3 separate regions of the Mus musculus genome follow, and all the other regions are linked to region 2. Evidence: chromatin contacts called from public Hi-C and promoter capture Hi-C data. All regions are on one chromosome and are shown on one strand. Each heading gives the region's core, a stretch centred on a gene start, on an enhancer-like site or on the middle of the called end of the contact. The rest is flanking DNA. Distances are from core to core; before and after follow the strand shown. Region 1 has its middle 44 kb from the start of Mir30c-2. Region 2 overlaps B3gat2 (beta-1,3-glucuronyltransferase 2 (glucuronosyltransferase S)). Region 3 holds the start of Fam135a (family with sequence similarity 135, member A).

Region 1 (3,051 bases), core at 104-2,603, 500 kb after region 2:
GAGCTGTTATTCTATCTCAGGGCATTCGGTGACCTTAGAAGTAAAAGCCAAATCATTGTTTGCCCATGAAGCCAAGTAACAAAATACTTAAAAAAATACTCTTAGTTGAGGAACTTGGTATGTTGAATGAGTTCGCCTTAAAAATGGAATTGTGGCTTATGTTGAACATGAAAAAATGCTTAAAGAAAATACCCAATCCAGAGATTTGCACAATGCCAATCTAGATAAAGCATCCCAGAATCCCACAGGATCTGGGCTCTTCTACAGCCTCTGACCACCATTGCTCATTCTGACACAATCTAAAGGGATTTGGCTAGCAATGGCTCTCCCTCCTCCGCAGTGGCTTTGTCCTGGCAGGTAAGGCTCTCAGTGATGGATGTCGCAGACATGCACAGGCGTCGTGAACATCAAAAACCTATGGTGTCTCAGAGGAGAGAAAAATATCAAGAAAAGGGATAAAGTGTGATGAAGAGGCATATGTTCTACTTGTTCCTAATCACTCCACTCTTAAAATAAGGGGGGGGGCAGCATATGTTGAGAAACTTTATCAGGAAGAGAAACCTTTAATTGCGAGTGATATAGCTAATGGTAAATTGTGGGTGGATGTTTAAGAGGAAGGGATGCTGCTCTAACGAGCTCCCATAAACTGGGGGTGGGGGTGGGGAGTCATGAGATAATTGACAGTTATTCCAGCACAAAAACATTCTTTTTAGCTGGAATCACAGAGTTTGATTCTTCAGGCTTGAGCAGGCACTGACAGGACTAAGGTGTTGACTTAACATGATTGACTGACTGACTGAGTGGATTAAAGAAGATTTTAAACTTCATGTGGTATGTTCAAGGGTCACGCATAAATGTTTGCAATGTCCATTTATTTATTTATTTTTCTTGACTTACCTTGTTCCTTCTACAGGGTAAAAGCTTTTATTTAGGTTATAAAATGATAGGATTAACTATTGATCACTCACGTGTAACAGAATAAAGCCAGTGGAGGTTGATGGGTGAGGTAGGAATGATGAAATGTGAGGGCCGCGCTCCGAGATGTTGCATTAAGACTTAGACGGCTGCGGAGGACCTAAGATGACACTGTTGTGAGCTGAGTTTGAAAGATGCACTTGCACAATGGTATGCCCAGATCGTGAGAAGCCCAAAGAGACAGCGTGGGTCCACAACTCCGATGCAAGTACAGGAGAGAATCTTTATTCAAGCTCAAGCTCAGGCCACCAACCTTCCTGATGCAACAGAATAGGAGAGCGGCCCAGAGGTCTAGGGGAAGGGGCTTTATAAAAAAAAAGAAATGCAAATGGGAGTGTCCAAGTCTTGGCGTTACATGAGAGGGTAAGAGGGTAAAAGGACTGTTGGCCTTTAAGCTAGTTGGTCAAAGGAAAGGAGAGTTACATGAAAAAGCAGCACCTTGCCCTGGGAAAGAGTTATGTTTTCTTAGCCCACTCTGCTGTTATCAGCTAGCTGCAGCTGCTGTGTCTATTTTGCAACTGCTACCTCAAGGGTGGGGGCCATGCCTCTCTAAGGGCGAGTGAACTTAGAATGGAGTCTTAAAAACAAATGCTACTACTTTAATCCCTACAACACCTGTCCTCAGTGCTATTTGTGCGATTTGTGCGCTCAACACAAGCTGGGAGTTTCTGACTCTGCCCAGCATCTGCTCTGCTGTCTGGTGAGTGGATCCAAAGCAGCATAAACAGTTACAAAGAAACATTTCAAACAAAGAAACATTATCGATGGTTTCCTTTCCCCTTTACACCTACCAGGTGGAAGTTACAGCTTTCATTGAAACAATGGAACCTTAATGCTGACTAGAGACTTCAATGTTGCTGCTGCCATTTTTTTTCAATACTGGTTTTGATATTTATTCACCTGTTTTTAGGTGTACATAATTCATTAAAGGAGGTTCTCTCTACTGTGACCTGTAATAAGAAATTTGTCCATTGTGAACGCCATTTAAGTTTATAATTTAGGTGTCTATATTATATTTATTAAGTGCTATGCATATTTGTATATATACACAAGTATTTATATAATATTTATATTAATTATATAATAAAGTTTCACAAAGTAAGCATATAATGTTAACACTGATAACAGTTCAACAAGGACCCGTAGGGTGTGTAGGGCTCCTCCTCTGTGTGTTGGCACTATTCGGACAGCCCAGCCTCCTAAAATCCCACAGAAGAAATACATTGCCAGTTAGCAAAAGGAACTCCCTCATCGGGTCACTGTGTAAAATCAGAGCCTGATCACAAGGTCCTAATGTGACACCATAGGCTTGGGCCTTATAGGATTTTGAGGCATGTTTGACTGCCAGCCCTGCCTAGTGCAAGGTGTCACTGAGAGACTTTGCTGCTCATGGCTGTTCAAGCCTGGAAAACCAGAAAAGAGCCTTCCCACCTTTTCATTTGATGTTCTGGAGGGAATTTGGTCAACTAAGTCATTCCAACTAAGCTGGAATGAATTATGCAGATCTACAGCAATCAGTTATAGACAAGGAAGACAGAGAATAGGATTTTGTGGCCCAGATTTCCATCACTTCCATGTCAATAGTCTCTATCAACGCATGGATCACAACAGGTAGGGAACCCATGAGTCAAGCATCTACTCTAAGTGACATTGACTACAGGCACAAATATCTTAGACATTTCAAACCCCAGTTTTAAGCTTGTCATATTTCAGGGGATCCCGACAAGTATAACAAGCCTAAGAATCCAACAAATGAAAGTGTGATTACTCAGAATTGCATAGGGTTTCTCCGGAAGATGTGAGGCTCCGCCCACGTTCAGAGTACCATGATACTTATTCAGTGCAATAGATTTAGAAATCCATTGGTGTTAAATATTGCTCAGGATTATAATAAGTCTCTCTATTGTCCTGGTTAACACTATGCTCTCTCTCTCACACTGCCCGTTGCTCAGGAGGCATGGCAGTGGCTTGTTTGATCGTTTGCTCTGGAACGTGTACTCAGCTACTAGCATCCTGTAACTTCCTAGGATTGCTCCCCTTCCCTTTTTATTGGGAAAGAGAAACATTCTCTTCTTT
Region 2 (3,054 bases), core at 66-2,565:
TCAAAGTGATACTGGTCTGTCAGATGGCTCAAAACTAATTCTCTCTCTGAAATTTGGAAATGTTTGTGAAGGATTACTAATTTTTCTTTAGATATTTAATAGAAATCACAGGAGAAGCCATTTGCGCTGTACGTTTGTTGACTACCAATTACCCACTGTGTGTGTATTTATGGATTGGCTCAGATTCTGCCTCTTCTTAAGTCAGTTTTACTAGTTTAACCGTGAATTTATTATCACCTTGGTTCCTTAATTTCAGATGCCTTTTTTCATAATTCTCTGAATTTTTTCAAAGTTTCTGTAAGGTTGATGGGTTATATTCATCCCATTGAAAAGTGTGTGTGTGTGTGTGTGTGTGTGTGTGTGTGTGTGTACTCAGCGTACATGTGTGTGCTTCCCACAAGAGTGCACTTGCAGAGGTCAGAAGACGCTGGTGTCTTCCCCCACTGCCTTCTACCTAATTCCCTGAGACAGGGTTTCTCACTCACCCGAGTCTGGGCAGGTTCGCTAGGCTGGCCAGCAAGCAAGCTCCTGGGCTCTGCCTATGTCCTTCCCTGCACTGGTTGCATGCGCATGCTCACCTTTTACATGAGAACTGGGGATTCCAACGCATGCCCTCACACTGCATAGCAACTGCTCTTACCTACCAAGCCAAGCCCCTTAGTTTATATGTCAAAAGGATCTTTAGTGTGACTTTCTGGTTTGCTTTTCTAGTCTGCATATGGTTCATTTTATTCATTTACTTATCAGGTCTTTAATCATTTTCAAATTACCTTGGTTTCGTCTTTTCCAGGTATCCTATAAGGTTACATTGTTATTATTTTTTTGCACAGGCATTTAAAGACCTTTAACCACTCTATTAGCTGCACCCATGAGGTTCTAGGATGCTACTATTCTATTTTCATTCATCTCAAAATATTTTACAAACTATTTCTTATTTGACTAACTGGTTATTTAGAAATGTGCTGTCTAATTTTTATAGGCATGGATTTCACAAACTCCCTGTGGTATGCGTATTGATATTTAACTTCCCTTCCCACCTAGCTGCTTTTCTGTTGTGATAACAAACCCAGGACTTCACTTGTAAACAACTGGAGTTTCCTTAGCCTGGAGGGTCAAGGACACCATGAAGGCAGTAGCATCGTAACATGCCACAGGAGGCTAAAAGGCAAGCAGGCACACGTGGAAGAGACATACGAGGGATGGTGTGGCCTGTTACACTCTGGTAGCAACTAACCCAGTTTTGAGAGAGCAAGAACTTCTGCCTGTTTCCCGTTGCCATGGTTCTAAGCCTGGCCATTCACACCCCCCTGCTAGACAAAACACACCATGGCAAAGGCTCCTTTCGAATCTGCCATGCCTGGCAAGCAGACAGAGCTGCTGGCATATTACTTCTCATCAATTTAGACGCATTCTCTTCTGCTGAAGAGCATAAAGTTCCCAGTCGGGATCCTAGAGCAGACTAATGGACCTCTCCTCAAGCGCGCTGTGGCTTGCTCTGCCTCTCTCCATTCTTCTCCAGCGCCTTTAATTACTGTGTACTCTTAAAACAAACAAACAAACAAACAAACAAAAACCACTTAGCAGTCATTGTTCTCTGTGGGGCCGGGGAACTAAAGTACTTTGAAGAGAAATGCTATTTAGGGGCAAATCATTTAAATCTCTAATCTGGAGACAACAAAACCACAATCTATGGCCTCTGTCAGGATGACTGTGGACAGAAAGCCTGGCCCTGAGAGCCGGTGTGAATCACACGGCCTCAAGTAACTGAAGTGTGCAAATGTTCACCTATGTTTTCTGAGCAAGAATGCCTTAGAAGCTTAGAGGTGGAGAGACTTGGCGGGTTCAGAGACGGCTGAGAACACAACCTGCTCCATCCTGTGAAGGGCAGATGCAACCACAGAGGTGCATGCCGGCGCTGTTTCATGTTCTCAAGCTCTGGTAGTTATTTTTAACTGGCAGCAAAAAGTGAACTATGTTTCAGTTGGGAGAAATTAAGAGATTTGCATTCTCCATGGCGTTATTTAGTGGGTCATGCTACACCACTCTATTAGAACAGAAAAAAAAAGGAACTTGTGTCTTGTTCTAACCCTGGGTAATAGCAGTGAAGCCATTGCTTGAGGGGTTCAGTAACAAAGCTGTTACGTGTGTCCGTTCCCAGCGCTTAGTGGGAGCCTTGTTGGGTTCTGATTCTAAGCTGTAAGAAGTTTCCTAATGACCTCCTGTAATGAAATGGAATGGCAGTGTAGGACAGTCACTGTGGGAAAATGTTTAACCCAATGCTCCTGGGTTCAAATCTCTTCTTTCCCACTTATTTAAAGGCGGTTTGGTGAAGTGCTGTCAGTGCACCGTGCATGCCACATTCTCTTCAGATGTGAAATGGAGAAGGTTCTTTTACTCTTGTGAGCCCTTAAGGCAGGTAGCACACACAGCGCTGCAGCTGAGGAACCAACCACCAGAATAAAAGACCTCTCTTTTTCCCCAGGCCAGCTGTAAATTCCTCATTTCCAAGATTATATGAAATAACATCATCTTTCAGTTTTCAGTTTCATTGGGCCATTGTTCATTGTTCCAGAAAACCTTTACAGGGACTGTGGCACACACGTGCAGGTTATACTTGGCTGCACAGCAAGTTCAAAACAAGGACCCTTCCCAAACCTATTGCTGGCTCGTCTTAGTGCTGATGATGCTACTATGTAAGACATGGTCCTAACTCTCTGGTAAGTCCGAGTCCAGTTAGGAAAATCAAGACAAATAGGGCCAGGTCGTCAATGCTACAGAAGTAGGTGAAAGCCTGTGGACTCAGAACAAGGAGAGGCGAGGATATCAGTGCAATGAGGGAGTTCTCCGAGAGGGAAATCTGAGGTGGATCTGGAAGCTGTTGAAGCCCCCCACCATCCACCCAGAGGAAGCTGGGAGGCTTGAGGCGAGCTGTGGTGGGAGGACCAAGCTTTCGTCTCACCTTGAGCACACTGCCTTTCCTACAGCCTTTCCTGCTCTTCAGCAGGAACTAGCGGCTCCTTGACTGATAATCAGCTTTATGAAAGTTTTGTGGCC
Region 3 (2,965 bases), core at 175-2,674, 270 kb before region 2:
AGAAAGGTTTCATTCATGTTTATTCTAGCAAATATACACAATATTTGCCATTTTTAACCATCTTCAAGCAGATTATCAGTGGCATCATGTTCCCTCACATTATATCTAAGAGACACCACTCTCTCCTCCTAATTCATTTTTATCACAAGCTGTGTTCTGTTCTCCCCATTCATTTTATCTTGAGCTGTGTGAAAGTGTTACAGCTCTGAGGGAAATTTTCAGCTGTTGCTGAAATTCCCAACCTTGCTTGAGTCACACACAGAAGCTTTAACGAGCTATAAAATGTCCTGCTGGTGGCCCAACTTGAGACCCATCCATGGGCAAGCACCAAACCCTGACACTATTATAAGGATACTCTGTAGGCTCCACCCAGGAGATGATTCAAACCGAAGCAGACACCCACAGCCAAATAGTGGATGGAGCGAGGGGCCTCTTATGGAAGAATAGGAGGAAAGATTGCAGTCCTGAAGGGGATAGGAACTCCACAGGAAGACCAACTAACCAGGACCCTTGGGGCTCTCAGAGACTGAACCCCCAACCAAAGAGTATACACGGGCTGGACCTAACCCCACTTCCTCCAGCATGTGTGGCTGATGTGTGGCTTGGTCTTCATGTGGGTCTTCAACAACGGGAGGGGGAGGGGAGCTACTATCCCCAAAGCAGCTCCATTTATGTGGGATATGTTTTATTAGCTGGGCTGCCTTGTCCTGCCTCAGTGGGATAGGAAGTGCCAGCCTCACAGACTCAGAGAAGGGAAGGGGGAGTGGGGGAAGGACTGTGGGAGGGGAGGGGATCTGGAAGGGGGAACCGAGCAGGATGTAAAGTAAATAAATCTTTAAAAAATGTTCTGTTCGGACAGCGGGAAAGAAGAAAATGAAGTTAATCAATGAAAGACTATGGGCTTCCGTTAATGGAATTTAAGACCTGAAAGCTTCTATTTAAGATGTCATCAATCAAGACACTAATAGATCAGCTGCACGCATGGCCACACCATGGATGGCCCCATTAGCGACTGCTGGGGCAGCACCGACCCACTGCCCTGGCAGAGGCGCGAGGGTCGGCTCTAGCCATGGCAGCAAGGAGAGAAGACGTAGATGACTTCGAGAGAAATCTCCTCAGTCTTCAACTGTCCTTTCGCATCTCTTGGGGCCCTTTAACTCTCGACCAGTGGTTCACACTATCCCCCCCCCTACCCCCAGCTCCCACCCCGGCTGGGCTCGCGCTTTTTATTGACGCAAGTCTCCCGTTCTCGCGGGAACTCGGGAGGGGCGAGCCGGGAAGGGAGAACAAATCTTCAAATCTCGGTTGGCGCCGGGGGCCCGCGGCAGCTGAGTCTCCTGGGGGGGCGGGACTTGGAGCCCAAGGGGGCGGGTCCTCGCCTCAGAGAAGGCGGGACGTTGCGGGAGGGGGAGGGGAGAGCCCCAGGGGCGGGGCCGCGGGCCGGGACCTGTTGAACGCAGGTAGCGCTCGGCGGCCCGGTTCCCTTGGGACCGACGCGACTGCGCATGCTCGCCGGCGGCTCTGGGCCGGGAGCCGAGCGCCGGAGACGAGCCGGCTCTTGGCTTTGCGGTGGTTGCGGGTGCTGCGATGGCGATGTGAGCGGGCCCGGGGCGGGATGGTGCGGACCTGGCTAAGGACGCCTACCAGCCGGACGCAGAGCTCCTCCGTCGCACAGGCGCCAGCCGAGGCCGTGCCGGTTGAGAGGTGAGCCCCTCGCTGTCCGCGCGACTCCCGGCCCCGCGACGCGGGCCAGGTCCATCTCCCCCGCGGGGCCGGACAGGAAGTGGCCTCCTCGCCTCGTCTGCCTCTGGCGCCCTGGCCTCAGTCGGAGCCGGGTCCTGGGCCCGCTGAAGGTCGGCGGGGACGCGAGGGGCGCGGCGCGCAGGCGGGTGCCCCCGGCCGGCCCTTGCCACTCGTCGTGCCCGGTGTCCCGCCGGCTCTCCGCCCCACTCCACGGTCGCCGCCTGGTCCTTCGACCCTCATTCGCTTCCACCCGCGCCCGCGCGCCCTTTGGCTCCGGGGGTCCCTCGACGTCGGTCGAGCTCTCCGCTCGGTCCAGCTCGGTCCCTCGACTGTGCATCCCCAGTCGTTAACCTCTTGGCCGTCGCCGATCAGTTTCCTCGCTGTTAGCACTATTTTCTCCTTTGGCACCTCGTTCTAGCTCTTTTGTTAGTTACTGACTTGTGGGAGGGTGGGCTTTTTGGCCTTTTGCGTTTTGTTGTTGCGTTTAAGCATCTCTTTGCTCCAGTGTCGAGCCTTGCCTTCAGAGGCCCTCACTCTCTTAACCTCTTTTGGTCCCCCCGCCTCATTGCTTTCGGTCCAGCCGCTCCTAACCACCGAACCGATTTTAGTTCTTTAATGTTGGTGTTTTGTTTTTTAAGCCATAAAACTCCTTTTTCCTATATGTGTGGATGGAACCTCTTTTTCAGTCCATATGTTTTACTTTTTATTACATCCCCGAAGAGTTGTAACAACCTCTGTTCTCTTCTGCTTTCTACGCAAGCTAGGGCTATGCCTAGTATCCCCACTGAAGCTTCCAGAGCAGTTTCTTCATCTTTCTTCACCAGAAATTCTCTAAAGAATGGCAGCTCACTTGATTGGATCTTGAATTACATGTACCAGTCATGTTATGAGAAACAAACTGGCCATTTATAAAGAGTTAAGATTTGCCAGAGGTCAGTGCTCCAGTAAATAACAGTTGACCAGGAACAAATCTGAAGTGAAATTTAACAAAAATTACTATATAAAATGTATTGATTTGTTGTTTTACGATTACGGTTGGTTACATCATTTTGAGCTTGTTCTATTTAATAAATGCGTACAGTTTTTGCGAACAAGAATAGGATAATTGCTTATCAAGAAAGAAGTATTTAATCTTTTGATTTGGGCAAAAGAACTTAATACATTTGGGAGCTTTTCTTCCCTCCATTTTGAATCCAATCTAATTGAAATGAACCTTGTGTTT

The links. Promoter capture Hi-C pulls out the DNA fragments that hold promoters and counts their contacts. Hi-C and Micro-C count contacts between places; a contact is called where the count stands out from the background.
Region 1: a Hi-C map of the G1E-ER4 cell line shows a contact between it and region 2, with 2.3 times the contacts expected there. The contact joins two enhancer-like sites. A contact is called at or near these places in 2 of 484 Hi-C or Micro-C datasets (the G1E-ER4 cell line and cortical neurons).
Region 3: a promoter capture Hi-C map of hippocampal neurons shows a contact between it and region 2, with 2.5 times the contacts expected there. The contact joins the promoter of Fam135a here to the enhancer-like site in region 2. A contact is called at or near these places in 7 of 39 promoter capture datasets (the 3T3-L1 cell line, the C10 cell line, cranial neural crest and 4 more), 1 of 15 datasets of contacts at CTCF or cohesin (the NIH/3T3 cell line), 2 of 484 Hi-C or Micro-C datasets (bone marrow-derived macrophages and embryonic stem cells), 7 of 115 datasets of contacts at active chromatin or transcription factors (embryonic stem cells, epiblast stem cells, neural tube and 1 more) and 2 of 9 other capture datasets (adipose tissue and pancreatic islet).

The regions. Positions count from the first base shown.
Region 1 is chr1:23,334,338-23,337,388 of GRCm38.p6, reverse strand. No RefSeq gene overlaps it. Among named protein-coding and RNA genes, the nearest start is that of Mir30c-2, 44 kb to the right of the region's middle. Within about 2 kb of position 1,353, at least 21 of the 459 cell types and tissues checked have an H3K27ac peak or open chromatin away from gene starts, as enhancers often do. A contact at or near this core is called in the G1E-ER4 cell line, where this site is marked.
Region 2 is chr1:23,833,317-23,836,370 of GRCm38.p6, reverse strand. All of the region lies in intron 2 of B3gat2 (beta-1,3-glucuronyltransferase 2 (glucuronosyltransferase S)), which reads right to left. Among named protein-coding and RNA genes, the nearest start is that of B3gat2, 73 kb to the right of the region's middle. Within about 2 kb of position 1,315, at least 29 of the 459 cell types and tissues checked have an H3K27ac peak or open chromatin away from gene starts, as enhancers often do. A contact at or near this core is called in the G1E-ER4 cell line, hippocampal neurons and neural stem cells, where this site is marked.
Region 3 is chr1:24,098,800-24,101,764 of GRCm38.p6, reverse strand. Fam135a (family with sequence similarity 135, member A) reads left to right here and starts at 1,424. Exons shown (of 21, transcript NM_026604.4): 1 at 1,424-1,704.